2 separate regions of the Mus musculus genome follow, and region 2 is linked to region 1. The links are chromatin contacts, called in public HiChIP or PLAC-seq maps. All regions are on one chromosome and are shown on one strand. Each heading gives the region's core, a stretch centred on a gene start, on an enhancer-like site or on the middle of the called end of the contact. The rest is flanking DNA. Distances are from core to core; before and after follow the strand shown.

Region 1 (2,700 bases), core at 137-2,636:
GATTGTGAATTGGGTGACCGCAGAGATGACAGAATGCTGCTGAATCTGTTGGCTCTTCTGTGTCTTCACTTGGGAAGGTATCCCCAGACCAGCTAGAGACCAGCTAGAGTCTTTAGTTGTAGACTAAGAAGTCTGCAGCAATAAGAAGGCTGTTTATGCACATGCTTGATTCAGATTTCAGGCCTTAGCACAAAAGTTTGCTCTGCAGTCACTCAGGTGTTCTTAGGAGATAAGTAGCACAACTGAGGAAAAGCCAACCTTGGGAAATGTATACTGTCTAGCTGTGCTTCTGCCCAGTTGCCCTCCTCCCCCAGTCTGTTTATGTACTCCATCTTTGCACTCTTTACCTGTTGACAGGTATGTGCCCAGGCATCTTGCTGGTCCTGTCCTGCCCACTTTGCCATCCATGAACTTATAATGCACACCCACAGAGTGCAGCAGTGCTCTGCAAATGGGTGTGGCCTGACTCCAAGCCCTACTTTCTTTACCTTTCTTTTTAAAAATATTTATTTATTATGTATATGAACACTGTAGCTGTCTTCAGACACTAGAAGACGGCATCAGATCCTATTACAGGTGGTTGTGGGACACCTGTAATTGAACTCAGAACCTCTGGAAAAGCAGTCAGTGCTCTTAACCACTGTACCATCTCTCTAGCCCCTGACTCTCTCTTAATTGTGTAAGTTTATGATTACTTTTTTTTCCTTATAGAATTCACTCTTTGAAGCATCATTAGTTGGAAATGAATTGGAGATGGGTGTCTTTTGTTTTTGGTTTTTAACAAAGTACATTTAACAAAGAGCAGCATAACACTAATAACCCAGGGCAAAACGTAATATGACAGGTGTGTATTAGATAGCACCAATCTCCAATAGCAAAAATAATGAAAATTCTAGATTCCTGAGCATCTGTTTGAGTCTCTAAATTAAGTGATTTCTATCTTCTGTGACGAGACAAGGGAGGAGGGGGGCTTTCTCTCTATCCTCTCTACTGTTGCTCTTGGGTGGTCAAAGCATGGCTCTACTTTTCTGTCCTTGGTTCCCCTTTGAGCATCTTGCACAGGATTTTCTTCTGCTTGGGCTCTTCAGGGTGGCATCACCCTGTCATTCTGGAGTAGGTGAATGCTTCCCATTGTTTACCAACTTAGCTGCTGCCATTTGCTAGAGACTTCAATCCACGGAAGCTGTTTAGAAGCTGGAAAGAGGTGTCCCCCAACAATGTACCCTATTTCTGGCATTTTACCCTAAATCCATTCTTCCTGGTAATCATTTCTTACCCCCATGGCAAACCATGTCTTTTCTTGCCAGGGCTCACAGACATCAGCTCTCCAGGAAATGACTTTTGCAGTCTCTCCACAGAGGCACAGGAAGAGAGAACTGGTGTCTCATTGCTAATTGACCACACTGTGGTAGAGAAGGCCATGATGTAGGAGTAAAGACTTTAGAGTTGACACAAATACGTCTAACAAAGACCAGCAGCTGCTATCACTGGCATGGGTAGAAAGCCGACTTTGTGTGAAAAATTCAGTAATGGAGTCACCAGAAAGTCGGTATGTGGAGGAGTGACCTAGGGTGTGGTGACAGATCAGGATACCGAGAGCAATACAACTCACGATTGATGGGTATGAATGGACACACGTGTGTGTGCGCAATGTGTGCATGCATGTGTGAGTGAGTACATGTGTGTGCGCATGTCTGTGTGTGTGTGTGTGCATGTGCCTTAGACACTTAGCCAGAGGTTCTAACAAGCTGCCCAACAAGCAGACACCCGAGAGATTTCTGAGGCCATCAGTCTGGACTAACACGTTGCCCACTTTGAGGCTGTCAGTCTGGACTAACACATTGTCCAGGCACGTTTCCTCTCCAGATTGTTAAGTTGGTCTGTTGACAAGCAGCCCTCCCATGTCTCGGAACCATCTTTGATTTAGGACCATTCCAAGCCCTGTCCATCATTCTCACTCTCCTCTCCACAGATGACACGATGCCGGCCCCAGCTCTTCTCCAGGTTAGATTTGTCTTTGTGCTTTTCCCTTACCTTCATTTTTTTCCTCTCTAGTTGGTGAGAGGCCATCACCCAGCAGCACCTTAAAGTTCTCATTCCCCACCACCTTGAGACACACCTTAGTGACCCAACTGCAGAAGCCTGAGATGTGCACAGTGCCTTCGTTATCTGATTGCTAACCCGTCTTTCTTGTTTCTTTTACAAACCTTTCTGGAAGGTATAGGGTATGCTTGCTGGGTTGCTCCACTTTTCTTAAAATTGGAACCATCACGTTGCTTGTTGAAACTGGCTTTTTTTAAAATGAAGGATATATATTTATTAACAGTGAAAAAACATTTACCCAAAGTGAACATTATAAAATACAGAGTACCTCCATGTTCTGGGTAGTTCATTTTTGTAGCATTATCTCTACCTACATAGAGTTCTGTTTTACTTATTTGGGATATGTGTGTGTGTGTGTGTGTGTGTGTGTGTTATATGTATATCACTAACCAGAGTCTTAACTTACACATCAAGATAAACAAGAATATTAATTTAATGACTTTTGAGTAATGATTACTAGGGAAAACATATTACACACATTATTTGTTGTCAATCCCTGGATATTTTAAAACTAAGTTAGTTACTAAAATATAAAAACAGGGGACAAGATAGTAGCTATGTTGGCTAGTTTTCTGTCAACTTGACAAACTAGAGTTA
Region 2 (2,700 bases), core at 157-2,656, 440 kb after region 1:
CCTTGTGTACAAAGTGAGTCCCAGGAGAGCCAGGGCAATACAGAGAAACCCTGCCTCGTAAAAAACACAAAACAACAACAAAAAAGAAACCACCAGAAGAGGCAAGGAAGCACACATGTGTTCAGGGGCTATGGAGAAAGACACATGTTGGCGAACAATGGCAGAGAGGCTGAAAAGACATCCAGTAGCATACACAAACTGGAACTTTCACCTCATTCCAAACGCTTGGGCTTGTTTGTTTTGTTTTGTTTTGTTTTGTTTTGTTTTGTTTTGTTTTGTTTTGTTTTGTTTTGTTTGAACAAGACAGTGGTCTGCTTGCAGCAGATAGACATGAGCACCAATCCTGCTGTATGTGATCTTGGCTAGTCACTTACCTTACTCACTTTAACTCTCCAATCTCTGATTAATCATCTCTTTTTCAGAAGTCTGTTATCAAACTTAAATGAGATTGGGTTATGAGACTCTTGCTCATTTAGATAACATTTATTGGCCTTCCACCGTGTAAGTCCCTGACAGTGAACTTTGTCCTTTAGAAAGATAGAAATTAATGTTCTGCCTTCAAGGAACCCACAAACCAAGGACTGGTGCTTTATACAGTTAGTAAACAAAATGTCAACTCGGCATATGTGAGCTCGGGGCTAGAGGCACTCAGCAACTCACATCCAGGAAGAGGGTGATAAAGAAAGATTACCTCAGAGGTTATGGCCACTGAAACACCAGAAAGGAAACTTTAAAGGTTAGTAGTGTAACTCATTTCCCAATAGTCTGGCTATTGGCAGAAACAAATCTTTGTGGTTTTGGTAAGCGTGGTTACTTTGCATTTGTATAGTGGATTGATTTTGTTTATTTCAAACTCAGAAAAATAGAGATGGGCTAAGGCACAGTACTCTGATTCTCAGCAGACCAAAGGGATGAAAAAGAGAGTCAATCTGCAAAATCACAATCCACAAGAGCAGTAGAAGAGGCAAGCTGGCTAGTTCCCTGAGATGTGGCATGTTATACGGAAAGAGATTAAGATGAGGTAGCACATCTGGGTCCGCCATTATTCCAGACCTTCCTCAGACAGTTGCTGGCTCTCTTTGTTTTCTCCCCTGCAAAGGAGCCATAGCTCTGCCTTGTCTTTGGAGGACTACATCTTTGTCCATTCCCCCTGTGTTCTACCAAGCTTGGTCCACTCAGTTTCACATCCAGAGTTGGATATAATTCAGGCTCAGCCGGTTACAGCCTCACATGGGCTCTTGTTACTGGTCAGAGCTGGAAGCACGAGCCAATCAGAATCAGTGAGAGTCACTGAGCCTGTAAGACAAACATGGCTGCTACTTTTTGAACATAGCCTTCTTCCACTGTGTGAAGTCATGTGACACCCCAGACTAAAGTCTAGACATAATGGAGGACAGGGATCCTCACATGAGATTGCCTCTTGCTTAATCCTTCGTGTTTCTGAACCCTGTGCCTTGGTGAAGTAATGGCCCTCTTCCTGATAACATGAAGCAATACTTTGTTTCTCCTCCTCTTCCTCTTTCTCTTCCTCCTCCTGTTCTTTGCTTAAGCTAGACTTTTTGGGGAAAATGGGAATCAAGTTTAATCAAGAGTTTTAAATGGTTTTCGATCTTGTGACCCACAAAACAATGTTAATGACTGAATATTGAGGCGCGGTCATCAAGCTCAGTGAAGGGGTACATTAGTTTTACAGAATTTTTTTTCTTGATCTTTTCCAAGCATGTTCAAATATCCTCTACATTACAGTTTCCTGCCTTGTGGTTTGGTACCACGTAAGAAGCCATGCTACAAGCTCCTGCAACTTCACCTTCCCTGTGAGGGAAAAAAAATGAAGCTTTGCTCTCTTAAGTTGCTTCCTTCAGGCATTTTATCAGAAATCTGGCACCGAAAAGTGGTGCTAATGTTGTGGGAAACCCGACCAACTGTGTTCTCAAAAAGAAAGAAGAAAGAAAAACTGTGGTTCCGTGATGTAATAGAATGTTTGTCATCACAGCAAATCTCTATTAGTACGAGATATGGTAATTTCCCAGAAAATTCTGAATACCTAAAATGACAATGACTAGAACTAAACTATAATAACCACGAGAGCCAGAGCACTGAGGCATCTTCACTGTTGCCTTGTGGTTTCAGGCCCTGTCTCTCTGGGAGAGCCACTCAGGAAACTTCTGTTGGAAGGTAGTTTTGCTTTTGGTTTCTATGTGGAATACTGCCATCTTCCCACCCACCCCCCCTTTTCTCATCAAAATTCTCCCACTGATCACACAGTTTTAGAAGTCCACAGGAAGCTCAGCAAACCATGTCTGAAAATGAGTCACTGTCCCTTGTGCAAGGGGAGCCACACATCTTCTTGGCCCATGTCCTGCACATTCTGGAGCAAAGGTCTACAGGGATGAGATGCAATTAAGTAACAACCCACTATTTCTAAAAGGCAGAATTCATATGTGACCCATCCTACAAAGAAATCCCTTTAGAAAGGATTATGAAAATGTAATTTCTAAAACAGAAGTAGTAGTAGAAATCAGTCTTGCTTTTGAGACTACTCCACATCTCTGTTCTTCAGTTGCTGCTGTATACTTTAGTTCAGCTCTACCTCCTGCAGAGACAACTTTTCTATTCCCCCTTTTTCATTTCTTTTCTTCTCTCCTTTCCTTCCTTCTCCTCCCCCCTTTTTCTAAAACAAAACAAGAAGCAATCTGTCCA

What was found. HiChIP or PLAC-seq counts read pairs in DNA pulled down with a chosen protein or histone mark.
Region 2: a contact with region 1 is called in a BATF HiChIP or PLAC-seq map of CD8 T cells, with 7 read pairs. The contact joins two enhancer-like sites. A contact is called at or near these places in 2 of 39 promoter capture datasets (embryonic stem cells and pre-B cells), 2 of 15 datasets of contacts at CTCF or cohesin (the NIH/3T3 cell line and large pre-B cells), 2 of 484 Hi-C or Micro-C datasets (bone marrow-derived macrophages and epidermal suprabasal cells), 17 of 115 datasets of contacts at active chromatin or transcription factors (CD8 T cells, the NIH/3T3 cell line, bone marrow-derived macrophages and 11 more) and 2 of 9 other capture datasets (embryonic stem cells and liver).

The regions. Positions count from the first base shown.
Region 1 is chr11:20,779,140-20,781,839 of GRCm38.p6, forward strand. No RefSeq gene overlaps it. Among named protein-coding and RNA genes, the nearest start is that of Gm32213, 14 kb to the right of the region's middle. Within about 2 kb of position 1,387, at least 15 of the 459 cell types and tissues checked have an H3K27ac peak or open chromatin away from gene starts, as enhancers often do. A contact at or near this core is called in CD8 T cells, where this site is marked.
Region 2 is chr11:21,222,350-21,225,049 of GRCm38.p6, forward strand. No RefSeq gene overlaps it. Among named protein-coding and RNA genes, the nearest start is that of Vps54, 15 kb to the right of the region's middle. Within about 2 kb of position 1,407, at least 104 of the 459 cell types and tissues checked have an H3K27ac peak or open chromatin away from gene starts, as enhancers often do. A contact at or near this core is called in CD8 T cells, where this site is marked.